Regions from separate parts of the Anas platyrhynchos genome. Here region 2 is linked to region 1. A link is a contact called in public Hi-C data. All regions are on one chromosome and are shown on one strand. The core of a region is the stretch at or near the end of the contact, and the rest is flanking DNA. Distances in the headings are between cores, read along the strand shown.

Evidence for each region. Hi-C and Micro-C count contacts between places; a contact is called where the count stands out from the background.
Region 2: a contact with region 1 is called in a Hi-C map of subcutaneous adipose tissue, with 4 times the contacts expected there. The contact joins two enhancer-like sites. A contact is called at or near these places in 2 of 8 Hi-C or Micro-C datasets (liver and subcutaneous adipose tissue).

What each region holds. Positions count from the first base shown.
Region 1 is chr4:36,584,090-36,588,252 of IASCAAS_PekinDuck_T2T, reverse strand. The region is part of intron 4 of IQCM (IQ motif containing M); the gene reads right to left. Among named protein-coding and RNA genes, the nearest start is that of IQCM, 49 kb to the right of the region's middle. Within about 2 kb of position 2,267, at least 4 of the 8 cell types and tissues checked have an H3K27ac peak or open chromatin away from gene starts, as enhancers often do.
Region 2 is chr4:37,261,570-37,265,732 of IASCAAS_PekinDuck_T2T, reverse strand. It overlaps ARHGAP10 (Rho GTPase activating protein 10), which reads left to right. Exons shown (of 24, transcript XM_027456676.3): 15 at 1,984-2,058. Among named protein-coding and RNA genes, the nearest start is that of ARHGAP10, 81 kb to the left of the region's middle. Within about 2 kb of position 2,177, at least 3 of the 8 cell types and tissues checked have an H3K27ac peak or open chromatin away from gene starts, as enhancers often do.

The DNA of each region.
Region 1 (4,163 bases), core at 1,018-3,517:
AAATAGCTTATTTGCTTCTGACAAGAAAGAGAAAAAGCAAAATTAATAAATAAAATAAGAGAAGCATTGACATGAACAGAAGAGATGTGACTGCTAGCCTCAGGTGCGAGAGCCATTTTACTGAAGTTACAACACAGAGAAAGGAAGAGAATACAGTCCTGTACATTTCTATACCAACTAAGAACAGCATATAAAGTGAACAAATCAAAAACATAATTGAACATATTAAATAGCTGTATGCATTCACTTAGTCATGTCTTGAATTTAACCTCTTCAGTTTCTTTTTTCCAAGTGACAAGTCCTGGTATTCCACAACATGGTGAATTTTGCAGAGACACTACTCTTCAATGAACCTTTGTAAAATGTTGCATCACAAAATGCAAGGCTTGAACCATGGAAATAGAGGGATGATGCAATGAGGAAGTAAGGAACTTCCTCCATACCATATATTTATTGTACATAAGGATAGAGAGGCATTGCTTATAGGCAAACAAACGTGTTTTTTTAACATCTTCTGCTAGCATAAAAAATGTGCAGCCCAGAAGAACACAGGGCAGATACCACTAGGCTGTGTTGGTGAGCTGGCCAACTATTTTGGTGCTTTGCAGATGGAGGGGGTATGCTGCACTCAAACATGCAGTTCACTCTGCAAACTGGGGGTAACATTACAACCAGGATGGTTGATTTCTGTATGTGTTTCTTGTAAAATGCCATAAATATATAAATACTAGTTTATTTATTTATTTGATCCAAAAGCCTGATTTCATTAACCCAAACAGTCTTTTGAACCCACATATTTTCAAGTCACTGACTGAAGAGTTTGAAAGGAGTAATGCAATGGTAAAGCGTTTGTGTTACCTGTCTGCAAATTTTGGAAGTGAATGCACTGCCTGTTACAGCTGGCTCCCAATTAGGAAGTGTCTTTCAGAACAATAAAAGCAAAATTAATGTTTCTTTCTTTAAGAGAAATTTATGCTCCATGTACATATGCCCTGAAGGCTACATTCAACAACCATCTACCTCAGTCATAAACGTAAATGCTTTGTTGTTCCAAGATGCTGCAGTGAGAATTAGATAAATACCATATTCCCCCTAGTAGAAGAGTGCAAGCTCTGTTTACTTGCACATTGTTCACATGCAAGTCTACATTGAATAGGTTTAGGATGAACTACAGAACAAGTCTGCTGGGGGTCACTTCTACCATTTCTGCACAAATCTCAAGGCTTTCAACATTCACTATTGAAAAGTCAGGCATCAATAACACCAAACAAATCATAATCCAGTAGTGGCAAATACAAAAGCTTTCTACCTACAGTGCAAGCAGACTACAGTGAATCTAAGAGCCAATGATGTGAACAAAATCACATGTCATTAAGCCTGCTGTTGGACCAGCAGGTCTCACCATAGCCTATGTTCGTGAGAAGTTAAGTTTAATCCAAAAGAAGGGGGTCTGTTTGCCACAAACATGATTTTAGTAACTGTATTCACCAGAAATGAACTCTGAACTCCGTGCAAATATTAGAAGTGTGCAGTGTTTAGGTGGCCACCTCCGAAGATCATGCCTCATTTCACAATACTGCAACATTCAACTCTGGCTAGCTCATCAAGAAAGAAAAAGCCGAAATAACATTTGCTTTGCATTAAATTATTGTACTGCCATTAACTTCGTACCATAATGCTTTTATTCAAAGAAAATAAAAAAAATATATAAAAAAAAATATAAAAAAAAAAATGCAAGCCAGTATGTGCATCAATATCTACCTTAATTCGTGTTTTGTGTTCGTTTTCCTCGTCAATGCTGCCACCTTCTGGCAGTCAGCGGTTTCACCAGTTCCCACCTTACAGCGATGTGGACAGCTTCCTAACTCCACTGCTCGTGGCCTGAAGGCCTCACGCCTGTCCCCCCGCCCCGCTGCTCCAGGGCGATTTTTGTGCATACACAGAAGCAAGGATTTGCAGGACAAGTACCTACCATTGTACCACTGCTAACATTTCTGAGACCAAACGGGAAAGATGCAAGAACTGCTACATGTATATCAGTCTGGTTGGAAGCTGCCCATGTTCACGTATCACTGCCACAGCTGAGAATTTTTGGAAGGTACTGGAAACAACACCTTTTTTGCACTCTCTCCTACAACATTTACTGTGGAAAGTCCTTGGCTTGGTGCATTTTAGGCTCCATTTACAGTTTCCGTGGTATAAGATAGTTCCCCAGTCCAAATTCCTGGGTTTGTCTGAAGTGCTGTTGAGCCTTTTCAGGTTGGTCAGCTGTTTATCTGTTCTGTCTGCCAAGGTCAAGGCTATCTAGGGAGAGGCGACGGTACATATAGACAGAGTTATTCCCTTGAAGGATATTAACTACTGAACTACAACCTTGAACTGAATTCCCCTCACTAGGAAATCTGCCAATTTAATATGCTCTCATATCCTTAAAGATTTTCAACAAAACTCACTTCATTTAATATCACAGGCATTGACCTCAGTCTGGAGATGAAAAAACAAAGTAAAAAGAATCTAAGAGATCTTCAGAGATCTGTCATTTAACAGAGCTTTTAACCTGCTGGACATAACCCAGTGCAATGTTTGGGTGGTAATATGCACAATGTTTGGGTGCAGTATTTGATTAAAAATAAAGAGCAAATAGATTTTTTGATGGATATTAAAAGCATGACAACAGACTCTATAGGCAGTGGTCTGTCACAGTATCTAATGCAGACTCCCACAGACACCTGCAAGAACAGGACATGGACATGTAATACAGGCACAAATTTCACACTTAGCAGAGAGAGAACAGACAAACAAATCATAGAAAGTGCAATCTGATCTTACCCTAAATTCTTCAAGTGGAATACGAACCTGACCATAACTTTCCTATATCACAGTTAAGTGCCCCAGTGCTTGTCTACTGAAATAGAATCAGTCATTTTCTCTCCCTTTTTCACTCAGGGGCCTAATGAATATTTAATGCTCCGATCTGCCTCCAGATCAGACAGATATTTTAACTGCAGTCTCTCATACCCCAGACAAGCAGCCCAATCATTAAACCAACAGTACCCAGGGTGCCCATGTGCCTCCTTGTGTTGAGCATGGCATCACTGAGTGTTGGCCTCTGAGTGGATGAGGCTGAGGATCTTCCACTTTAGTGGTGGTGAGATTCAAGTAACAAAATGCCCAGACTTGTCAGGATTTAAAATTCCTAGGCAGTGCCAGAAGCAAGTGTGACACAGACTGCATCAATGGAAATCTAGGCAGTCCTGGGATTAGCTCTCGTACCTATATTTTGGACTAAGGTGCCCAAATTAGCAGTAGCCAAGCTAACACATCTATGACATGTGACAGTGCAACGTAAAGAAGGCTTTTATGTGCCATCTGCAAATCTAGAAGCAGCACAGCTCTGCCTGATGGCACTCAAGGAAGGACTGCTGAAAGGAAGGACTTACTATCTTGGGCACAGTTCTGCAGTAACACTGTTGTACTACTTTCCATACCCACGCTGTACATGGTGCTGTACTGCACCTGAAGTCACCTCAGCCCTGTACTACCTTGGGAGGAGAGCTAACTGCATCCATCTGACAACACAAACACATCCAAAACATTCTACTCAGAATCAAGCCCTTGCTGGATTATGGTTATTTATACATTTCTGACAGCTCTTTATATCACAGTAAGAAAGTTCTTGTGCACACAGGATTATTATTTTTTTTTTTTTTTTTACAATCACCATGTTCTAGATATGTGATAAGACTTTGTCCATCCCTTTTAGTTTAGTTCTCTCAATTTTGTTTCATTTTATTGTTGAGAATGTGTTCACAAGGGGCTAAAAAGTATAAAACAGTCCACTTCTTTAGGCTTGCACATGCAGCTATAATACACCAGGACATGACAGCTTGTAACTTGTTGAACATCTGCTACTCTGATGAATTATTTTAACAATCCAAAGAATAGTGCACTCCATTGGCTTTTAAACACCTTACAAGATCTCTGGGAAAAGATGTTGCTCTTACAGCTGAATATTTAGAGCCAAAACTGCTAGGTTTTATGTCATTAAAAAAAAAAAAAAAAAAAAAAAAAAAAAAGAATCTCAAAGTTTAGCAAGTTGAAAATACCAGATAAGTTTTTGATACCATATCCTGAAAGTGGTTTGTGACACAGAAATCATCTTA
Region 2 (4,163 bases), core at 928-3,427, 680 kb before region 1:
AAAAAAAGTGTGATGCATTTTGTTAGAGAATTGAAAAGCTTGGTGTTACTTTTTACCAGAATTTTCCTGGACTTCTGTGAGAATTTTCAAGTAACAAATGCTTGCTGCTCTCAGGATGGACTCCTAATGCATCCTTCTTTGGAATGGATGAAGGACCATGTTTATTTTTCTTTAGTGTTGGCAGTCTGCAAGGCTTGTATAGCATACCATCACACTGTTGTTCCGCATTGGAAAACTTATTTGTGTGACTTGATAACTTCATATTCTGAGAAGAATAGCATTGTGGCCACATAACTGTTTATTGTGGTTCCTTCTGCTGCACAGAGCTAAATTTTGAGCATATTCCAGAGCTGTGTTTTTTGATGGCTGCAGATGAAATGCTGGAGATCTGGCATATTCTGTTAATTTAAAGCCAGCTCTGAACATGACATCTGCCTTAAGGCTCAGCATTAGTAGAGTGGCACTGGCATCTCGGGGAAACAAAAGGGCTGATTCTGCCCAGACAGAGCAATTGAGAGAAGTAGCACTACTGCCATAGCATGTCAGGTCCCCTCTGTCTCAGTGCTATCAGTGAGGAGTTCAGCAAGTCCTCTGAGATCTGAGGATGCCTGAGGAGGCTGCAGACGGTGTGAGGAAGAGCAGGGGGAGAGAGAAGTAGGAAGAGACGCAGCAAGACCAGGCAGGAGGAGGGAGGTAGACAATGTGAAGCTCTTGCCACTGTACTTTTACTTTGTATTATGGTTGTGTCTGACATTAATTAATTAAAGATTTAATGTTTTTATATACTGCATCTAATACTTCTTTAGGAAGAAGCTTTTTTCTCATATTACTAGTTTCAATTTTCCTTCTCTGGGTTGAAACAGTTTGATATTGAAACTGGGAATTCTCCACAAGTCTTCCTTTGTTGAAAGATATTTTGAATAAGAATACCTCATAATCTGTTATTTGAAAAGATTTCCTTGGAGTAGAAACAGATATTTTATGTTATTTCTACTCTTCTAGGCCATTATGAATATAGAGGTAGAGTATGGTGGTGTTTAATGATTATTATATGGCCTCTCAAATATCTGTGTCAGCTTCAGGCATGTAATATTTTACCTCCCCCAGTATGGGATCTGAAACGGTGCAGCAGACAGAAAGACATACCTTATTTTGCCCTTTTCCTTCCCTTCCACTTCTCTCGCTGTCATTTATCTTTAATTTATAGTCATATTTTTTATTTCCCTGGGGATAAAAACAGGTTTGAATGTGTATGAGAGGAAGAAAGGGCATAGAGAAATGACAGGAAGGCAGTCCGGTGTCTACATGGAATGATGGCAGAGGACTGAAAACATTATGCTGGTTATGGCTACTCTTTTCATCCTTAGCAAAGCCAGAAGTACTGATCTCAATAACTTGTGGTGCTGCCTCTGGGTTTAACCCATATGTGGACCCCAGTGGGTTGGAATGAGACATCATATCTTAAATGAAAAGCATTTACAAACTTGAAAAAGGTTTTGAGGACTGGGAATAGGCTCAAGTTTTTCTTTATTTTATCCAAACTCTTTTTGTCAGCCACGTTTTTGGAAAAAAGCAAAATTACATTTGCTAAGGAATTCTTAATTTAGCATTTTTTGGTTTGGTTCCTGCGTTACTTGAATGTGGACGATGAAGTATTCAATGTGTCATTTAAAAATCTGAAAACAGCCAGTGATTTTTCAAGGAAAGATTAGTCCCTGTTTGCTTCTACTCCCAGTATCTGAAGTGGAACTTTTTCCAAAACATAATGTGAACTTATCTTAAAAACACAGAAGAACAAAAGGATTTTTGCAATACTTGATTTATAAAGTTGTTCTCATGACTGTGTAAATAGTACATAGTCTGTCTTACTTTGAGGATAATTTGTCGTCTGGGGAAAAGTTTTAATGCTAAATTTGACTGTGTATCTTATTGCTGTGGTTGATCTTCTGCCCCTTTTTTTTTTTCTCTCCTTTTGCATAATAGGTATAAATGACCAAGGATTGTACAGAGTTGTGGGGGTGAGTTCAAAGGTCCAGAGACTTCTGACTTTGTTGATGGGTATGCCTCTATTTTACAATATATTTTTTCTATATTTTATGTCATGTTTGTTTTGCTGTCTATATTTGATGTTACAAGCATCTGTACTTGTTCTGTATACGAGACACATCTGGTTTGCTTTACTCCATGAAAATTATACTTGTAGAACTGTAAGGTCTCCCCTGGTTGAGCACAGAGAGTGAGATTAGTTGGTACAGGAATCTAAGAGAACTTGTACAGGGTGTATAGGAGTAAATCGTGGGCTTTGTGCAAGTGTCAGGAAGCACACCTTTAATATCAGGAAAAACTTCTTGAGTCTGTGAATGATGGAGCACTGGCCCAGGTTGCCCAGAGAGGTGGAGTCTCCCTCCTTGGAGGTCTTCAGAAGCTGCCTGGAAATAGACCTGGGTGTCCCCACTTGAGCAAGGGGGTTGGAGAAGACCATCTCAGAAGGTCCCTCCCAACTCCATCATTCTAGGGTTCTGTGAAGTGGATTTTCTGTTCTCCCATGTGCCTGGTGACAGGACGAGGGGGAATGGGCTAAAGTTACGCCAGGGGAGTTTTAGGTTAGATGTTAGGAAGAATTTCTTTACTGAAAGGGTTGTTAGGCACTGGAATGGGCTGCCCAGGGAGGTGGTGGAGTCACCATCCCTGGAAGTCTTCAAAAGACGTTTAGATGTAGAACTTAGAGATATGGTTTAGTGGGGACTGTTAGTGTTAGGTTAGAGGTTGGACTCGATGATCTTGAGGTCTCTTCCAACCTAGAGATTCTGTGATTCTGTGTGATTCTGTAAAACTGTTCAGAAAATTCAAAGTACCAAATTTAAGAATGTTTGAAACTTATTGCTTCATTGTTTGAGGTTTCCAAATTTCTTCTCCCTTGTCTAAGATATACAGGTGATTTTTCGTGTGTATTTAGTTGATCACTGTGCAAAATAAGATTCAGTTTAAGCCTACTGGTGAGGAGCTCTTTGGCTGAAGAGGAGGAATACAATATACGTATTAATAATAATTATGTCTGTGCCAAGGCGGGAGACAGATGGAGAAAGGATTTGTTTTAATAAACTCAGTAGTATAACTCTTATTTGTGGCTAACAATTTAGACTCTCTTATACCTAGTTAGCCATGTGTAGCTTTTAACATTTTTGATTCACAAAAGTATTCTCAGAAACTTTTCCCCCTTCTCTTTCTGGAAATTTTGATGCATCTTTAATCCCGGTGACAGTAGTTCTCTTGACACTTTGCTATCCCTAGGGAATAAAAAAAAGAGGTATTGGCACCTGGATGAAATCCCTAGTCTGCCTGCTATCTCTCACCAAAGTAGTAGCCATGACTGCAAGATGTGCAGTGTTTCCCAATTTCTTGTCCTGAGCACTGACAGTACATGCAGTCAGACAAGACCACTGGGATTAGTTCATTTTTATAGAGCTTCCAAACCTGTCACTTGACAGCAAAGGTCTGATTCTCAGGGATTCATTGGTATGCAAAGAAGCTTGTTTGCAGTTTGCACCAGGCTCTTCTCCAGAACCATGCATGCTCCATCTGTGCTGATAACACAGTGTTCTTTGGCACGGCAAACTGGAGGAAGCCAGAAAGTGAATTCATTTCATTACCCCAGACATTATGTGAATGACAAAGCGCTTTTATATTATATGCTGCTGTCAGTTCAGTGCCACCTGTAAGACTTTTTCTTTTCCTTCCTTTTTTTTTTCTTCCCCCCAAACAGGCTGTCTTTTCAGAAATGACAAGACATCAGGCTTGAGGGCCTGTATGTCATATCAATCTGTCATAATGACCTTGCTAAATATTAATTTCTGGTATCTTACTTTAATCAATATTAACAGCACTCTGAAGTTCTCCATTAGTGCACATAAACCTGCCTGTATCTTTAAAGTATTGTAGCAAAAGATTTTTTTTTAAATACAAACTGGGATTAATAAAAATGATATATAGCAGATTCTCATGGTTGTTTATCTGTGTTGGAATTAGCCTCGATAAACACTAACCATTTTTAGCCATTGACCATGGAAAGACTGATTAGCTGTCACTCAGAGGATCTTGATAAGATGCATTTGATATCCTAAGATGTTTTTCACTTTTACACTTACTGGCTTACTTTGGGCATG